2 separate regions of the Sus scrofa genome follow, and region 2 is linked to region 1. Evidence: chromatin contacts called from public Hi-C data. All regions are on one chromosome and are shown on one strand. The core of a region is the stretch at or near the end of the contact, and the rest is flanking DNA. Distances in the headings are between cores, read along the strand shown.

Region 1 (5,918 bases), core at 704-3,203:
AGCATGGAGATTTGAAAAGGCCTCCTCATGCATTGAGAGGCACAGAAATTATCTTCTGAAATCAATGCCAACATTTCCAATCAAATCTGAGATGCTCAATGAATATAAATCTACGGATCATTACCTTTAAAATCAGTAGACATTTTTAATCGAACCTAAAATGGAAAAGCCACAAAAAGGATTCTATTTGAAATCCCAAAACACAAGGCAGGCCCAAATCTTGACTATTTTGCCAATTAAGGTTACCATCCATAATGAAAGAAAATATTAATCAAAAAGTCAAAAAAACCCTAGACAAATTTAAGGCTATTCTCTCCAAATGGTTATACTGCCATTTTCAAATATATTTTCTTACAAAAGAAAGAGGTATTTTCTCTGTTTGTTTCCTTTTAGAGAGAAATTCTTTGATAAATTTACTATGTCTGAAAACCTTACCCTGGATGTTAACACATTTTTCATTTAGAATGCAGGTGCAAGACATTCTCACTCCTGTCCACTGTGATCAGGGGAGGGCCCTTCATGGACTAAGGGAAAGAGGCTGGAAGAGGCAGATTCTGTAAATTTCTGTAAAGGACCAGGCAAGAAGTATTTTAGGCTTCACGTGCCATAAGGTTCCTGTTTCAACTACTCAACACTGTCACTTTAGCTTGAAGACAGCAAATGGGTGTGGCCGCGTTCCAATACAACCTGACTTAGGAAAATTAAGCTAGACTGTGCCCATGGGTCGCACATTGCCAACCGCCATTCTACAAGAAAGTGGACAGAAGTGCCACTGGTTCCTCAGGAGGACATGACACAAGTGGGTGCACACATGGTTAGCTTGATGTATCCTGTGCCTTAATTCCAGGTCTCCCCTTTGTTCAAGTTGTGGCCTTTTTTCCACCCCAGCAGATAATCAGCTCCCAACTTGAGTGGTAACTGAGAGCAAAGGAGGAAAGTTAAGATGGAGAGTTTCATTCTTCACCAAATCATGTCAAAACCATACAAGCTACAGTCTAACACTGAGCCTAACTGTGGCCAGGTTTCTGCTTTGTGCACGCTTCCCTGACATTAGAAGAACGGAACTTCTGCCACGCTCCAGCCACAGCCCGACCCGCTCTCAATCCTGAGGGTGCTTGCTGACAGGGCGGCTGTCTCAATCCCACCCTCACCAGAAAGCAGCCCACAGCACATACGAGGACAGAAAGGCTGAAGAATTAGCAAAATAATCCTAAAATGCTTCATTTTGAATAGCGTAAAGTCTGAGAAGCTTTGTGGAAAACATGCTTTTAGAGAAACTAGAGGTTCTCAAGATCCACTGGTAAAATAAGGCTTCATAAATCTTGAGATACTAAAACCACAGCAGGCACACCCTCCCACGTGACAACTGCACCTCCTCCAACATGTTACAGTAAGGAGCAAAAAAGCATACTACTGATGTGTAATTACTTCAGTTCTGTAGCTCTGCTAAAAGCTCCTGTTTTGCTTGTGTTTTGTACGCTTCTCTAGGAAACAAGCTTAATTGTGTTCTGCTGCCCCCAGGTGTCCATTTTTATATACACACAATTAGCTGGCAAAGCAGGGTCCTTTGTAAATTTCCAAACCAGGAAGCTATACCTGTGCTATTCAAAGTATCCGTTCATAAACCCCAAACACAAAGCTAATGCAAGTGTTAAAAGTTCAACCTTTAGAGATACTTGAAATATTACTGGGATCTTTCCTACATTGCCGTTGAAAAAAGAACCAGAAATGGCATAAAAAGATATCTATATCTTTGAACTGAAAATAGTATTTTAACACACAGTGGCTCTCCAAGTGTGGTTCAGGGATCCTATTCAAGGTGCCCATGGGGTCAAACCAATTTTTTTTAATGATAATAAAAAATGTTTTTCAGTCTCTCTCTCACATGTTTACAGCAGAGTTTCACATGGCTTGTGACACACTGCAACAGAAGAAATGCACCAAGAAGGTGGGCAAGGTGACTCCGAGGGGTGGAGGCAGCACTGACTTATGGGGAATTATGACCACCTAAGGCTGGAATCCACAGTAGGGTAGGGGTCAGAGAGAAAAAGAAAGTCATGCCAGGGCTGGCTCTCCTGGCAGGCGGACTGAGGAAAGGGGGCCGCACAGACAGGAAGAGGGAAGCACAGAGAGGACAGCTCTGTAGGAGCGAGGGGCAGCAGTCCAAATGCACTTGGAGCAGCTGCCAGGGACTGTGCTGATAATCACAGACACCCACAGAGGTTTCCTGAGGTACTGAACAACGAACTACCGAGCAACCTCAGGGAGATCTGTGGTGCTCCTGAGGGTGGAAACATAAGAAAAGACAATATGAAAGCCAAAAACAGAAGTTCCTGTCGTGGCTCAGTGGCTAATGAATCCAACTGGGAACCATGAGGCTGCAGGTTCAATCCCTGGTCGCGCTCAGTGGGTTAAGGATCCAGCATTGCCGTGAGCTGTGGTATAGGTCACAGATGCGGCTCAGATCCCGTGTTGCTGTGGCTCTGGCGTAGGCCGGCAGCTATAGCTCCAATTAGACCCCTAGCCTGGGAACCTCCACATGCCACAGGTGTGGCCCTAGAAAAAGTCAAAAAAAAAAAAAGACAAAAAAGAAAAAGAAAGAAAAGCAAAAGCAGTAAAATTCTTAAATCACAATTCTTATAACAGTCATTTTCCACTTCTGATAGTAAACCAAATATCTGACCCATTTTAAATTCTGGGATCTTAGCCAATCAAAAAAAGAGAAACTCACAATTATCAATACAGTTTACAGACTGAAAAATTATGAATTCCCATGAATTGCTCTTTCAAACTGAACTGCACACATCTTTTTAACATTATTCTGTTACAAAACCTATACTTTATTCCTTGGTTTCTTCCTCCTACCAGTATGGTGTACTGGCCTCGGTTTCCACCCCTTATCCAACCCATAACAACATCATCATGGCGGGAAGGGAGTTCCCGTCGTGGCACAGTGGAAACAAATCCAACTAGGAACCATGAGGTTGCAGGTTCGATCCCTGGCCTCGGTGGATTAAGGACATGGTGTTGCCATGAGCTGTGGTGTAGGTCACAGATGTGGCTCGGATCCTGTGTTTCTGTGGCTGTAGCATAGGCCAGCAGCTACAGCTCGGACCCCTAGCCTGGGAATCTCCACATGATGCAGCTGCAGCCCTAAAAAGCAAAAAAAAAAAAAAAAAAAAAAGAAAGAAAGAAAGAAAGAAAAAAAATGGCAGGAAGGTCCTGCCTCACACAGTAAAACCAGACCATGGAAGATGACAGCAAGGATGCCGAGTATCCCCAGGATGGGGGTGTGCAGGACGCCCAGCCTGTGAGCAGGCAGCCACCAGACCAGAAGAACCTCACCTCCACTCCTACACCCCTCACACTGGGTGGGCAGGCTCCACAGATGCTAGAAAGCAGAACAACCCCCTCTGACAAAACTGCTGCCAAAAATCTCAGGCCACAGGGTTAAAGGGTAGCTTCTGTCAGAAAATCTCGATTAAAAATAATGCCCTGGCTAGGGCCTCTGAGCACAGCCTGACCCAGGCAGCGCCTTCTTGTTGATCTCCTCAGACTCTACGCTGTGAAATCAGCCAAATGACTCTGCCTCTTTCTACCCCACTCTCCACTGCATCTCAGTTCAATTTCTACAGCTCCCTCCCACCTCAGAGTCTAGTCCTGACTACCATCCTGGCCCTGCCACCTGTCCTCAGCCTCAGCAGTAATCCTGCCAGAAGGCTGCTTGTGGTCAACAGAGCACATCTGAAAATTAGTTCAGAAAAGGAAAAAGTTTGCATTTATTCTAACATTTTATTCACACCATTTCCGATAAAACACATGGCTTTAAAAAAAAGTCTCAATTCTTTCCTTATTGATAGTTACAATATTTAATACAAATTAGTTCTGTCACAGCAAGAGAATAAACTCTAGAGTTTTGTTTTGTATCGTTTTGTCTTTTTAGGGTCGCACCCACAGTATGTGGAAGTTCCTAGCTAGGGACCAACTGGAGCTACAGCTGCCAGCCTAACCATAGTCACAGCAACACCAGATCCTTAACTCACTGAGCAGAGCCAGGGATTGACCCTGCATCCTCATGGATCCTAGCTGCGTTCGTTACCACTGAGCCACAATGGGAACTCCCTAGAGTTTGTTCTGATAAAAATGTATCTGTGCAAAAGTTTAATTGACAGGTATATTTCACTGAAGAAGAGGCGTTTTAAAAATAAGAGATTAATTAGCAAATGGGACTACGATTATATAATACTTATTTAATCTAAGAAAATATGCCATTTGTAGACAGATAAAAGTAAGTCCACACCATTGCTGAAATAACGATAAATCATTCACATTTTTAAAAGTAGGAACAGAAGGGAATCACCAATGAATTAGCACCAATGAAATGACTGTAACATCTGAATGAATTTCTCCCAAAGACACTGTATATACTGTAGACAGTCTTTTTCTCCCCCCAGTCCATTTAGTGAAGTATGTGTAATTAAAATATCTCCCAGTGCTTCTCCACCACAGCCCCTCAGTGACCTACCATCACCACCACCTCTGAAGTTAACCCGCTAAGGGAGCTCCGCCCCACCCACACCACCAGAGGGGAGATCTAACCCTGACCTTCACCCTAACGGCAGGGAACCCGCCATGGAGTATACACACTGCAAGTGTTAGCTGAATGACAGAATAAGAAAAATAAAGCTAGAAAGGCATTCCAACATGTGACGTGTTAGATTTATCAGCATACCTTCTACCATTTTATTAGTAAGATTAGCAGGAAGAACAAAGGGCCACTCCAGTGCATTTTCAATGCCTCACTCTCAGCACAGGAAGATTTGCAAAGAACAGCTATAAGATGTTAACCTCCAGGTTAGGCCTCCCCCACTGAAAGCATGAGGACAAGCTTGCCTCAGTACTGTTGAGAAAGGTCATGCTGTTAGGACATGATGGTAAGGAAAAGGAAAGTGTTATTAGTTCATTTTCCAAGAAGCCTATTCCGGCACTGGACTAAGTAATCAGAGCTGATGCTCTAGGCAGTACCACATAAGGAGATGGTCAAAAAGGGAAGATGGTAGAAATAATTCACTTTATATTCTGAATGATTCACTTTCACAGGGGCCATGCTAATAAGTCAGACACTGTAACATAATTCAGGCAATCATGATGCAAGAGAAGCTCCACCAGAGTTATGGGTTAAAAACTTACCACCTAGAAGGAGAATTTATTTATAAAATGAATCCAGGGGAGGAAGAGAAAGGAAACACATTTTCACATGGTTAGTTTTTGTGATAGCTACTATATATATTCAACAGACTTGTAACAGCATGCATGGTATATAAGAATAAAAAAACTCTAATATACAAAACAGACAACAGACAAGCCTAAGTGTGTAGCACACACTTTTAAAAACAAAGCTCAGAATAATCACTAAAAACATGACTTTGAAGATGATACAGAGAGATTTACTTGTGTTTATAATTTTCTCCCTCTTACAGAGAATTCTGCCTCTATAGCCAGTTTTTAATCATGCATGATTGGCACAAAACAAGATTAATATTAAACTGTTCATTTATATAAACTATTTCATATCCTAGTTGCCAAAAAGAAGTGTGACATATCATTTAATCTCTTTCCAATTCCTCGAATATGGAAGACAAAAGCAAATCCGAGATCTGTGGTCCTCAACCTGTGCATAAGAAGCCCTGGGTGCCCTTGCTTATTTGACATCAAGTGTGCAGCGTTATCTGCGTAAATAGTAAGACTCACACTTTTACTTACTGCTATGTTTCAAATCTCTGTTAATTAACAGATACATGTCTATTTGAAAGTATTATTAAAGCAGTATTAACTTTTTAAAAAGCAATCTAGCATTTAATAGAAAATAACCCACTTGTCTAGCAACTTCCACAGAAATTCTGTAATATCCTCATTCT
Region 2 (5,857 bases), core at 2,486-4,985, 1.9 Mb before region 1:
TTAGCTGTGTTGGGAGTTCCTGTTGTGGCACAGTGGAAGTGAATACGACTAGGATCCACGAGGTCACCGGTTGGATCCCTGGCCTTGCCTAGTGGGTATGAGCTGTGGTGTGGGTCACAGAATTGGCTTGGATGCCATGTTGCTGTGGCCTAGGCTGACAGCTATAGCTCTGATTCGAACCCTACCCTGGGAACTGCCATATGCCACAGGTACAGCCCTGAGATACAAAGCAAAAAGAAAAAAATATATATTTAGCAGTGTTGATTAAATAGATTTCTTGTAGTTTCCAGTTTTATCGCTATATATAAAGATAAAGATTTAGACAGACATGATTTGAATATACTGAGGCTGTGGCTGTTGTCAATGTGTTGATGTATTACAGTTGTTGCAGAGTCATAAAACTCATTCTATATAACTTTAAACTCCAACACATAGATCTTTCCTCATGCGGCAATAAGATTTGCCTAAGGCTTTTCCCCTTTTCTAATTTGTTTTTAAATTTACTTTTTGGAAACAGTTTTAAAATTAGAATTGTTCGAAGCCCCTGACTCAAATAGACATCATCACCAAACTACCATATCTCCCATATATTTCTCTAAGGTACCATTTATCTTTCTCCCATAAGTGTTTTACTCTCCCCCCACCAAGAAATCATTTCTTTTGCAGAAAATGCCTATAAAGCCTAGCCTCAATATTCCTGTCTGGTCTCTTATCAATTTCCATTGATTAAGGAGGCCAAGAGCCAAGAAGGCACACTTACCCAGCATGGTGACACTGCAGCCGGAGGTTCAGGGGGCTGCTCATCACTCATGGGGAAGCTGCATTAGGTGGCCCGGAGATGCCCAGATCCTCTTCCAGAAACGGGACAACTGCCCCACATCGGGTGCCATAAAATCTCTTACCATCCTGGGCTCTTGGCCTCCTTCATCAGTGAAAATTGAAAAGGCCAGACAAGAAATTTAGGCAAGTCTTTATTAGGGCCCCAAGATACAGTGGATGTTTTAACAAAAATAAACGTACTCTTACCATATGATCTAGCGCTTGTGCTCCGATTTACACAAATAAGCTAAAAACATGTCCATATAAAAACACTCAAATGTTCATAGAATGTTTATTCAGAATTGCCAAAAATTAAAAGTAACTAAGATGTCCTTCAAAGGGTGAAAGAAACAAATCCATATAAATTTATTTATTTAATAATAAATAAACTTTGGTTAAGTACATAGAATGGATTTGTTTCTTTTCACGACTGCACCTGCAGCATCTGGAAGTTCCCAGGCTAGGGGATCAAATCGGAGTTTCAGCTGCAGGCATACCCGACAGCCACAGCCATACCAGATCCTTAACCTACTGAGTGAGGCCAGGAATCAAACCTGCATCCTCAGAGAGACAGTGTTGTGTTCTTAACCCACTGAATGGGAACTCCATAGCACGAAATATGAATAGGTAGTCTAAAGAAACAATCTGTCAAGAAACATAAGAAAGAAATGTAAAAGTATATTGCTTAGTGAATGAAGCCAGTCTGTAAGAGCTACATGGTGGATAATTCCAGCTGTATGGCATTCTGGAGAAGATAAAACTATGGAGACATGAAAAGATCAGTCTTCGTCAGGGGCTCAGCGGAGGGGAAAGTATCAATAGGTGAAGTAGAGGCGCTTTGTGAATGATGAACTATTGGTTATGATGCTGTGACGGTGGATACAGGTAACCATACATTTGTCAAAACCCCCGACCTTTCTGTACAGTAGGAAGAGTGAACTCCAATGTAAATTATGCAGTTTTATTAGCAGTCATGTATTAACACTGGTTCATGAAATGCAGCACAGAAATGCAAGATCTTAATAACAGTCGAAACTGAGCGCGGGAGCAAGGAGGTATAGGGGAACTCCGTGTGATCTACTCAGTTTTCTGTAAACTTAAAACGTCTCTAAAAACAAAGTACATAAATTTTTTAAAATTGGGGGATTTGAAACTGGTGGTCTCATCTTCTTTATACAGATTGAAATTTGGGTTTGTGTTTTTTTTTCTAAGTACGCAGTGGTCTTTTGACATTGGTTGGTTGGTTTTACTTGGAAACTTCATCATGTAGAACCGGACATTTGTAAAATGTTTCGCCAAGGGTGTCTGACAGAAAATCCAGTGATTTGGACTATGCATTCCCTGCCATTCATAAGGAGGTTTTCATTAGAACCCAAAGCACCATAGCAAGTATCACTGTGATATTGGCTACCAAGCCTAATGATAAATGCCAGAAAGACCACAGAGATTCTGCTAAATCCCTGTCCTCAAAGTCACTTACTATATTTACATAACGCAAAAACAGTGTTACCACACTAGGGCTCTTTTAGACTTTTAAAAAACTAAATCTACAAACACGCCACATACTTTTTATTAATAGATCCTGAATGTTTTGGAGTTCAGACATGATCAAGTATTAAACAGGAGAGCTGTAATCTTAGACTGTGCATAGTATATAATATTTTGTAATTTCTCAAGGTCTTTCAAACTGGTTGTGAGAATTGAGTATACTAAACCAGGCCTACTTTCAAAGCCTAAGTGTTAATAACTTCTTGATAATATGTTCCATAAATTCTTTAGTTGAATTTATATACAAACATAGTGTCTGTACCTTCACTACTGTGCATAACATAGTGAATGACAGTGAAGAAATCAAATGTGCTTCTTTTCCACAGGCAGCACATGGAAGTTCCCAAGCTAGGGATGGAACCTGTGTCAGAGCCACAGTGGTAAAAACACTGGAACCCTTAAACTGCTAGGCCATCAGAGAACCCCCTATATGTGGTTTTTTGGAAAAGGCCAGAGTAGTTCTATGACTGGATATCTTGGTGTTTTTGTTTGTTTGTTTTTTGATGGGATTACACTTCACCATCCACTTTTGCCACATTTCAAACATACATACACTCATAGTGTTGCACTGTACAAATGTACCCCCCACCACACACACCACACACACACACCCACACGTGCGCTCGTGTTTATTTACTTTCCGTCTGCTGTTGGATTTCATGCTGAAACCCATGTTCTCATGGCCTGACCCCAAGAGCATTTGCCCTACGAAGCTGTTTGCTGTGTTTGGGATTTGTCTTGGTCTGTTTCAGAGACAGGTTTTTATTTCCACTTGTATGGGGTTGACTCTCTCCTTCCCTTCTAGCTTCTGGGCTTTGTATGTCTGCTCTCCACTGACCTTTTTGGTTGGCAAGGATGGCATCCTGCATAGTTGCTCTCCCAGAGCTTGCCTGGGTTCCTTTTGCCAGTCCCCGAAGTCTCTCCCTCCATCCTTCCCTCCTTCCCCTGTGCGGGGAAGCAAGGTGGTGCGGGGGTTGAAGGAGGAAGAGAAGAGACGGTGGAGGGGAACCCGAGACCTCTCTCACTAGTGCTGCCCTGGCAGCCAGGGTCTCTGTGGAATTCCCACGCCCGGGCGTCACAGAGGGGAGCGATTGTAACTCCCAGGCAACAGCAGCAGCATCGGTCCAGCTACTACCTACTCCCTGCCACCCTCTGTCCATCTGCTGCCGCTGTACCCTGCTGAGCAGTGCCGAACCAGGAGGTAGCTCGGTGACCAAAGCTTGGAGGTCACTCAAGACGCCCCCGCCTCGCCCCAGAATGAACTGGGGCATTTACCCAAAAAGGGTGCTGTGTCACTGCCAGCTGGCCAGCGATTAACAACCATCCTGGGGACATTTGCAACGGGTGTCGGGTGCCACCTGGTGGCCGCTTTTAGATCGTCCCTTCCATCTGGCGCTTGGGTTACCTTCCCCTGGGATGGGCCTCAGCTGCTGTCACCAGGGATGCTGGAGGCAACTGCCCAAGTAGTGCAGAGGTGTGGACACGTCCTTCTCTCCCCGGAGACTGGGCGTGCAGGTCTATGAGGGAGTGACCATTGTTGCACTCCCCCCCAGGCTCTAGCTAGGGCCACCAGGCAAGATGGACCAGCATCTGCTCTTGGCCCTCTGGCCCCAGGACCGACACTGCCGGGGCCAGGCAGCCATGCTAGCAAGGGAGCGGGGGTTCTGTGCCTGGACTGCCTGTGGCTTGGTGGTTTGGCTTCTCCCAGGTCACCCTTCTGATCCTAAGGGCTCCTGGCCCTTCCAGAGTCCCACCCAGGAGACCTTAGAACCTAGGCCTGGTGGCCTCTAAAGCTGAGGCCTGAGGACACACCATCAACCAGAGACATGTGCGTTCCCAGGCCTTTACAACCAGTTTGGTCAGGTACAGAGGGGGTGGTGTGTCACGGGGGGGAAGGGGTGGAAAATGCCTCCACCTGTCTGTTGCCCCACTTCTAGCTGCCTTGAGCCCCAATCACCGAGAAGGCCCCTCAACATCCTGTCTTGGGTCACTTGCCACCGAAGGTCCCTGCCATTTTAGTTTCTCAACACTGAGGGAGACAACCAGGAAATGTCTTCAACATGTGAAAAAAACTAAAATTCAAGATAGAAGTCATCTGGACCATTAAAGTTCCAGACGAACTAAGGGTAAGATACAGTCCTGGCCCTGGAAGGAGGAAGGAGGCGACCTTTGGCAAATCTGACCTACATGTGGCCTGTTTAATCCTTTCCATTCAGTGGTTTAGGAACTTTTCACGTAGGAATCCATTCAGGAAGCTTTCTGTGTCTGGCCCAAAGGCCTCCTAGAGCCCCCAGGCTGGGAGGAAATCAAAGCACGATCACCACACTGGGTGGGGGTCCCAGGTGAGGCCAGGACAGCAAGGAGAAGGGTGGGGATCACGAAAGGCTGCATGGAGGAGGTGACATCTGATTTGGGTCTTCAAGGACAAACCATCATCCGGCCAGGGCTTGGAATTGAGCAGAAATTGAACATGTGATGAATGAATGAATGAATGAATGAATGCGTGTCCCTCTAACTAGGCACAAGAAGGGCAACCTACCAAGGCCGGGGTGTAGAACCACAGGATGCACCTCGGGAACAGGGCGGCAGCTGCTGCTCGGTGCCTGCCTGGCCCCAAGTGTGGGCATCTCTGCCACCACACCCTGTGTCCCAGCTGCTCAGGGAACCCTTGTGTGTCCTCTGACCTGGGATGCTGTGGTCATCCTCAGTAAGGCATGCCTGTGTGGCCTTGATCCCACATGGGCTGGTCTCACATCAAGGGGCTCTGTGAAGGGGAGGCTGACTGCTGCCCAGGGTCGGAAGGGGGAGGGGGAGGATGGCAGGCAGTCCTGCTGTGGAGGGCCGTGTCCGCACCGCTCAGATCATCTCCACAGTCAACCGAACACCGTTTTTAGTGGTATTCTTCACAAAAATAGCAAATGAATCCTAAAATTTGCATGGAACCACAAACCCAAATAGCCAAGCCACCCTGAGAAAAAACAAATCCAGATGGCCCTCCTCTGGTCTCCAGAAATTAGGTCAATCTGTTTAGTCACTTTGCTACCAACCTAAAAGTCAGATCTCATATTGCCACCACATGTGACACAACAAGGACAGCCCTGGGAGGAGACAGCCTGATAGCACCTGTTCCTGCACCCACTCTTGTGGCCTCGTCTCAGACACAGACTCGCCCCAAAGCCTCAGCTGGGGGCATATTCACATCTCCGCTCCATTATCCGTGAGCATTCAGGGCTCTGGATGGTGGTGAGAGTAGGCAGGTCTTTCTTACTGCAGGTTCAGTTTCCTTCTCATAATCCTGGTCTTATATCTCACTGCATTCTAGCTTATATTGCATTTCATTCAAACCACCCATGTTTCTAGAGGAAAGATAAGTTGATCTTAAGAACATAAATTTATAAATTTGTCAAGGGACAATTTTGGTGATGCTCTAGGTGAATTTATATATTATATTTGATCTTTTCTAGTTTTAATACATTACCTGAACTACAAA

Evidence for each region. Hi-C and Micro-C count contacts between places; a contact is called where the count stands out from the background.
Region 2: a contact with region 1 is called in a Hi-C map of heart right ventricle, with 8 times the contacts expected there. The contact joins two enhancer-like sites. A contact is called at or near these places in 10 of 47 Hi-C or Micro-C datasets (alveolar macrophages, blood, embryonic fibroblasts and 7 more).

What each region holds. Positions count from the first base shown.
Region 1 is chr17:13,014,791-13,020,708 of Sscrofa11.1, reverse strand. All of the region lies in intron 10 of PSD3 (PH and SEC7 domain-containing protein 3), which reads right to left. Among named protein-coding and RNA genes, the nearest start is that of PSD3, 370 kb to the right of the region's middle. Within about 2 kb of position 1,953, at least 4 of the 83 cell types and tissues checked have an H3K27ac peak or open chromatin away from gene starts, as enhancers often do.
Region 2 is chr17:14,918,924-14,924,780 of Sscrofa11.1, reverse strand. No RefSeq gene overlaps it. Among named protein-coding and RNA genes, the nearest start is that of LRRN4, 14 kb to the right of the region's middle. Within about 2 kb of position 3,735, at least 16 of the 83 cell types and tissues checked have an H3K27ac peak or open chromatin away from gene starts, as enhancers often do.